Regions from separate parts of the Capra hircus genome. Here region 1 is linked to region 2. The links are chromatin contacts, called in public Hi-C maps. All regions are on one chromosome and are shown on one strand. The core of a region is the stretch at or near the end of the contact, and the rest is flanking DNA. Distances in the headings are between cores, read along the strand shown. Region 1 holds the start of EML4 (echinoderm microtubule-associated protein-like 4). Region 2 has its middle 48 kb from the start of PKDCC.

Region 1 (3,155 bases), core at 72-2,571, 71 kb before region 2:
ACTGTTTCTCTCACCATCATAACAGTTGAGCTCAATCTTTACAGTAACCAAATTCCAAGAGCCTCAAAGAATAGTAATTCCAGACACAGATTATATGGCTCTGAGTACCAGCCACGAGTTCTGATTCTCTTAACCAGTTACAAAATTTACTACCTTTATTCGGGTGAAAGGGAACACTGCAACAATACTTCAGTCTACTTCCCTTTCTCCATTCCACAAAGACAACATATTCCAAAAATGGAGAATCCTTTCTTTCCCTGACAGAGGCCCCCTTTCCTATGGATTCATGGGGCAGGATTACTTCTCCCCAGCATGCTTGCAGAGTCAGCACGCAGACTTCTGCGTTCACTCCCCTCTTAAAGAGGGTCCCCCAACACAGAAGCACCTCTTCCTTTCCTGTATTAGGCAAATGATGCTTCAGCGCTACTGGATCTCTCCACCACTACGAAACGTTCAGCGAAGTGGAGGGAGTGAGGGGAAGTTGTCAGTTACCCCGAGAGATACTTAAAAGACGACTCCAAATTTAAAGTGAAGGCTTGAGGAGGAGAGAGGGAATGGGGGTCCCTTCCCTAAAAGGGAGCCTGTGCGTGGGTAAGGGATGTCCCCACCCTGAAAGAGAGCTCGGTATGTAAGACGGGGGAGGAGTGTTGTACCCAGAAGAGATTCAGGTTTGAGAAAGAGGTGTCCTAATCTTGAAGGTGGGGGGAGCCGTGAGTGTATGGCGCGGGGGCGCAACAGCTTTAGGGCGGCCTCTATGAAAGAAGAGGTTCCCACTTCGGGGAAGAAGCGCCCCGCACCGACGGGGACGCTGGGAGGAAAGGAGGGTCTTGCTGAGGAGGGCTGGCTTGGGGGAGGGGTTCCGAGTTCACCGGAGCCCGGAGAGGGGCGGCAGGCTCGAGGGAAACATGTGCAGTGGAACTGCTGCCATCCCGAGGGGCAGGGTGGAGAGCAGGCCCGGGCTGCGTGTGCAGGGAACAAGGTTCCCACCCTGCGCAGGAGAGGAAGGACTCCCAGCCGCACTCACCGAGGCTGCCGGCGAAACCGTCCATCTTGCGGGGAAAGCACCGCGCTCCGGGCTCAGCGGGGCGGGCACTTCATTCAGCGGACCGACTAGGGTGGTCGACGCTGAGCCTGACCCGCTCGCTCTCTCGGACGCGCGGCTCGGCTCCCGCCTCCGTAGTCCGTCGGCCCGTGCGCCCCAGGGCAGTCAGCCGCGGCCGCCGGGACCACTTCCCCGTCAGGTTGAGAGCCGCGCCGCTCCGCCGCCTGCCCTGCCTCCGTCCCAGACAGCAGCCGTGAGCGCCGCGCCGCGTCCCGCCCCCGCGCCCGCGCGCCCGCGCGCAGTGGTAGCCCCGCCCCCGCGCACGCTGTCACGCTTCCGACCCCGCCTCCCACGTGACGACCCGGAGGCGGGGTCTCGCGGACCCTTCCCTCTCACCTTGCCTTAGCCTCGGATTCCGCCCGCCTCGCGGGGGACGGGTGCCTGCGCTTGCGCGGTGGACTGCCTAAGGGCCCAGGATTTGGGACTTGAAACTGGTTCCGAGGAAGTAGGGTAAGGGGAGACCTCCAGCCTGGGATACTCAGGAACTTCCAAGGATTCCTTCCTCCGCAGCACCTAGGGAGTCCAGAGAGACCCTTCAAAGCTCAAATCTGGAGCTCCTCTGACAGGAGATGGCCACCCTGAGTGCCTTAGCACAGTAAAGAGGCAACCAAGTCGGGGGAGGAATCCAGTCTTCGCGGGTTCTTCCTTTGTCCCAGTAGGGTGAGGGACAGAGATGAGGGTGAGTCTTCTTGACTAGCTCAAGGCCATTACTCCACAGCCCAAGGCCCACAGCAGGGCAGGGCCCAGGATGTTCCAGAAGCAAGGAATGTTAGTACTGGACAGGACCCAAGCGTTCATCTTGCCTCCGCTTCAGGGAGGACACTGAGCCTTAGAAAAGACATAACCTGTGCAAGGTCAGGAGAAGGAAATGGCAACCCACGCCAGTATTCTTGCCTAGAGAATCCCGTGGACAGAGGAGCCTGGTGGGCTGCTGTCCATAGGGTCGCACAGAGTCAGACACGACTGAAGCGACTTAGCATGCATGCATGCGTTGGAGAAGGAAATGGCAACCCACTCCAGTGTTCTTGCCTGGAGAATCCCAGGGACGGGGGAGCCTGGTGGGCTGCCGTCTATGGGGTCGCACAGAGTCGGGCACGACTGAAGCGACTTGGCAGCAGCAGCAGCAGCGCAAGGTCACGGAACCTGGTAAAAGCAGAACTAGAACTAATTCCCCCCTCCTGTTGTTTTCCACCAAGGATGCAAAGCCACCTCTGACAGGACAAATCATAGGATTGCCTACTAGGGAAGTGTAACAAAGGGTTGAAGTAATCCTGAGTCCAGGCCCAATTCCATGTGACTCAAGAGGTGAGTGATCAAGTCACTAAACTCACTTGGGCCTCATTTTATTCCATTGTAAATGGAAGACTGGACAGGTAAGCAAAACATCTAAACCTTCTTTTTCATCCTCATTCCCACACACCTGTATTCTCCATCCTTCTGAAGACCTTCCAGTGGTTTCCCAAGTCCCTCTTGGGACTACGTTGTGTGGATCAGGGGACTAGTTACAGAGGAGAAATATAAGGTATCCAGGAACTAAATTGATCTGTACAATAATAAAAAGCTGGCTTAGAAGAGATTAAGAGTGATTTTTACAGCCTTTCCTGATGCCTCAGAGGTAAATAATCTGCTTGCCAATGTAGGAGACTCAGGTTCCATCCCTGAGTCTGGAAGATCCCCTGCAGAAGGAAATGGCAACCCACTCTAGTATTCTTGCCTGGGAAACACCATGGACAGTAGAGCCTGAAGGGCTACAGTCCACAGGATGGCAAGAGTCAGACATGACTTAACGACTAGACAACAACCAGTCCTTTTAGTCAGTTGCAGAAGAGAGGAAGATAAGAAAGAAGATGAGAAAGATGAAATAGCAACTGTCATAATGAGAGGAACTTGGAGGAACTGGATGGTTGAAAGGACTGTTTAAACATTTTGTCAAAGTCTTATAGTATACTTTTCACCTTTGATGTCTCTTTAAAATTCTTCCCTGAAAGTCTAAATTACTTTAAATTTCTTTTTTGGATATCAGACCTGTGTGTCCCTGAATGCTATGGGGGAA
Region 2 (2,959 bases), core at 288-2,787:
GGACAGTGACCTCTGATAATCACTTCCTCATCTCAATGCTCAGAAGCTGCTGGGTTCCCCCAGCCCTTCTATTTTTGTCCCCAGTGTTCTGTGGGCAGGAACCTGAGGGCTTTAGCAGAGAGAAAGGGAGAGAAAGGAGAAAGGCATAGAAGAGAAGAAGGAGGCAAGGAGGGGAGATAGATAGATAGATAGATGTTACGTATTTATTTATTTGGCTGTACTAAGATTTGGATCTTAGTTGCTGCATGTGGGATCTTCAGTTTTCCCTTGCAGCATGCGGATTCTTAGTTGTGGCAGGTGATATCTAGTTCTGTGACTAGGGATTGATCCCAGACCCACCTCATTTGGAAAGAAGAGTCTTAGCCACTGGACCACCAGGGAAGTCCAGGGAGTTATTTTTAAAGTGTGTTTTTGAGGACTGAGGAAGCTGGGAGCCAGATGGGAATGGGGTTGGGGCCAGAGGGCACCTAATGGATGCTCAGTGTAGCTGTTGTTTCTAGCTCCTTCTGGAAAGGGCACCCACATTCTGTGTTCCTTAGAGCTCATGGTTATGTGAGCCTGTGTCTCATAGCATTGAAGTATAGCAAACACTCTTAGACATATTACCTCTTGTGCATTTATTGAGCACCTACTGTATGTCCAACAAGTTGCTAGGTACTGAATGAATAAGAGACAGGCTTTTCCCTTGAAGAGCTTAGAGTTGTACAGAAGGAATTAGCATTCCAAAAATAAAGCATCAAGGTAATGAAGCTGAAAATAATTGCCAAGAGAGGAGAAACAGGCCAAACCAGGTTGGGGTGGAGTATGAAAGACCTTAGGAAGACATATGTTTGAAGGGTCAGATGGTAAAGAATCTGCCTGCAATGCAGGAAAAGAAAGTGAAGTCGTTCAGTCGTGTCTGACTTTTTGCAACCCTGTGGACTGTAACCTACTAGGCTCCGCCATCCATAGGATTCTCCAGGCAAGAATACTGGAGTGGGTTGCCATTTCCTTCTCCAGAGGGTCTTCCTGACCCAGGGATCAAACCCGGGTCTCCTGCATTATGGGCAGATGCTTTACCCTCTGAGCCACTAGCAACGCAGGAAACCCATGTTCAGTTCCTGGGTCAGGAAGATCCCCTGGAGGAGGACATGGCAACCCACTACAGTATTCTAGCCTGGAGAATTCCATCGACAGAAAAGCCTGGCGAGATCCAGTCCATGGGGTTGAAAAGAGTCAGACATGACTGAGCAACTTTCTTGAAAGGCAGATGGGCACTTGCCAGGTGGAGATGGGGAGGGAGGCCCTTCCGGCGGAGGAGCTGCATCCACAAAGATGCAGGAGAGGGAAAGTGCGAGCATAGCCGGGACGCTGAGAGTGTTGGGCAAAAATGGGTACAGAGGAGTAGTGGGAGAAACAGCTGGAGCAGGAAGTGGGTCCACTTTGCAGAGGGCTCTGAGAGCCAGACTGAGGAACGTGGGATTCCTCAGAGGGCCCTGCGGAGGCCTTGACCGGCAGCAGCATGACACACGCAGCCACGCGCTGCTGGCAGCTCGGAGAAAGGAGTGAGGCAATGCGGAGGACGGCGGAGGCGCGGGGAAGCGGCCAGACGCGGCCGTGCTGGCTCAGCCAGGCCCTTAAAATGTCTTATAGTCCTGGCCCCTGATATGTGCAGCTGACCTGAAATTGGTCCCACTGCGTAGATCTTCGTTGGTTCAAGGTTTTTACTGCAAAAACCTGAGCCTCACTGCCCGTATGGGAGCAGAAGGGGTATGGAAGATGATCCCTTCCTGTGTTCTTGTGTGTAATGACCAGAGCAGTAGCTCCTGCAAGCAATCATAGCCTCCCTCTCCGGAACAGGCTGATGGCGGGAGAGGGTGGTGCCTGCACTCTCTTGGGAGAGATCACAGGTGTGGGCTCTGAGAAGGATGAGACCTGGGAATAGCCCAGATAGAGGAGAGAGAGCAGCCAGTCTCCTGATCAGTCAGTCTCCTGGGGTGGGAAGGGACTGGGGAGGAGGGAGCCAGAGGGTCTGTTAACACACCCAGTTGGATCCTCTTCCAGGTCTGTGCCCCTGTTCCCGCATGCGTGCGTGGATGTACGATCAGCCGTGTCTGACTCTTTTCGACCGCATGGATGGTAGCCGACCAGACTCCTCTGTCCATGGAATTTTCTAGGCAAGAATACTGGAGTGGGTTGCCATTTCCTTCCCCATGGGATCTCCTCTACTCAGAGATCAAACCCACATCTCTTTCCTCTCCTGCATTGGCAGGTGGACCACCAGGGAAGCCCCTGTCCCTAATAGAGCACTTCTCACTGTGGGCAGGAAGGAACTTTCCTAGCAATAGGCAGAGAGGATTTATTGGTTGTAATTATTACTATTTTTAAAAATTAAAATAACTAGCGTCTAGTTCACAAATTTGAAATCCACTCACATTTCTTCCACTCTCCAATGTCTCCTTTTCCTTTCTAGTTCAGGATCCAAATCCAAGATCATACATGTAATAAATTAAACAACAACTGTATTTCTCTTCCTAGATTGTAAGCTCTGAGAGATCAGAGGTGGTATTTCCCACAAGTCCTAGTGCTTACTAAGCACGAAATAAAAGGATCAGGGTCAGACGCCACAGTATAAGGAGGGGAAGTCTTCTGGGTGACAGCAATGGCCAAGTTGACTGTTTGTCCCCCTCTGTATCCCTCTGTGACTTCTGTGAGTGTGACTGATGGCCCACTTCCTGCGGGGTCTTCACTGGTGGGCCACCTTTTCTGTACTTCTTTCCCTTCCCTGGCTGTCTCCATCTCCCACTTCTCCCACAGGGCATGTTAGCATGTCATCAATACACAATTATGGAGGATTTCGGTTTGCCAGAGTTTGTGCTTGGCATGGGGATGCGGTGGTGAATAATGCTAGTGATTGAAATAAACGACTCCCCAGCCCCTACAAGGGCCTGAGGATCTCTCCATGGCCTCATAGAGTCTG

The links. Hi-C and Micro-C count contacts between places; a contact is called where the count stands out from the background.
Region 1: a contact with region 2 is called in a Hi-C map of blood, with 2.8 times the contacts expected there. The contact joins the promoter of EML4 here to the enhancer-like site in region 2. A contact is called at or near these places in 2 of 5 Hi-C or Micro-C datasets (both in blood).

Annotation. Positions count from the first base shown.
Region 1 is chr11:24,469,677-24,472,831 of ARS1.2, reverse strand. EML4 (echinoderm microtubule-associated protein-like 4) reads right to left here and starts at 1,321. Exons shown (of 22, transcript XM_018055169.1): 1 at 1,025-1,321. The coding sequence starts at 1,049.
Region 2 is chr11:24,399,234-24,402,192 of ARS1.2, reverse strand. No RefSeq gene overlaps it. Among named protein-coding and RNA genes, the nearest start is that of PKDCC, 48 kb to the right of the region's middle. Within about 2 kb of position 1,537, at least 1 of the 5 cell types and tissues checked has an H3K27ac peak or open chromatin away from gene starts, as enhancers often do.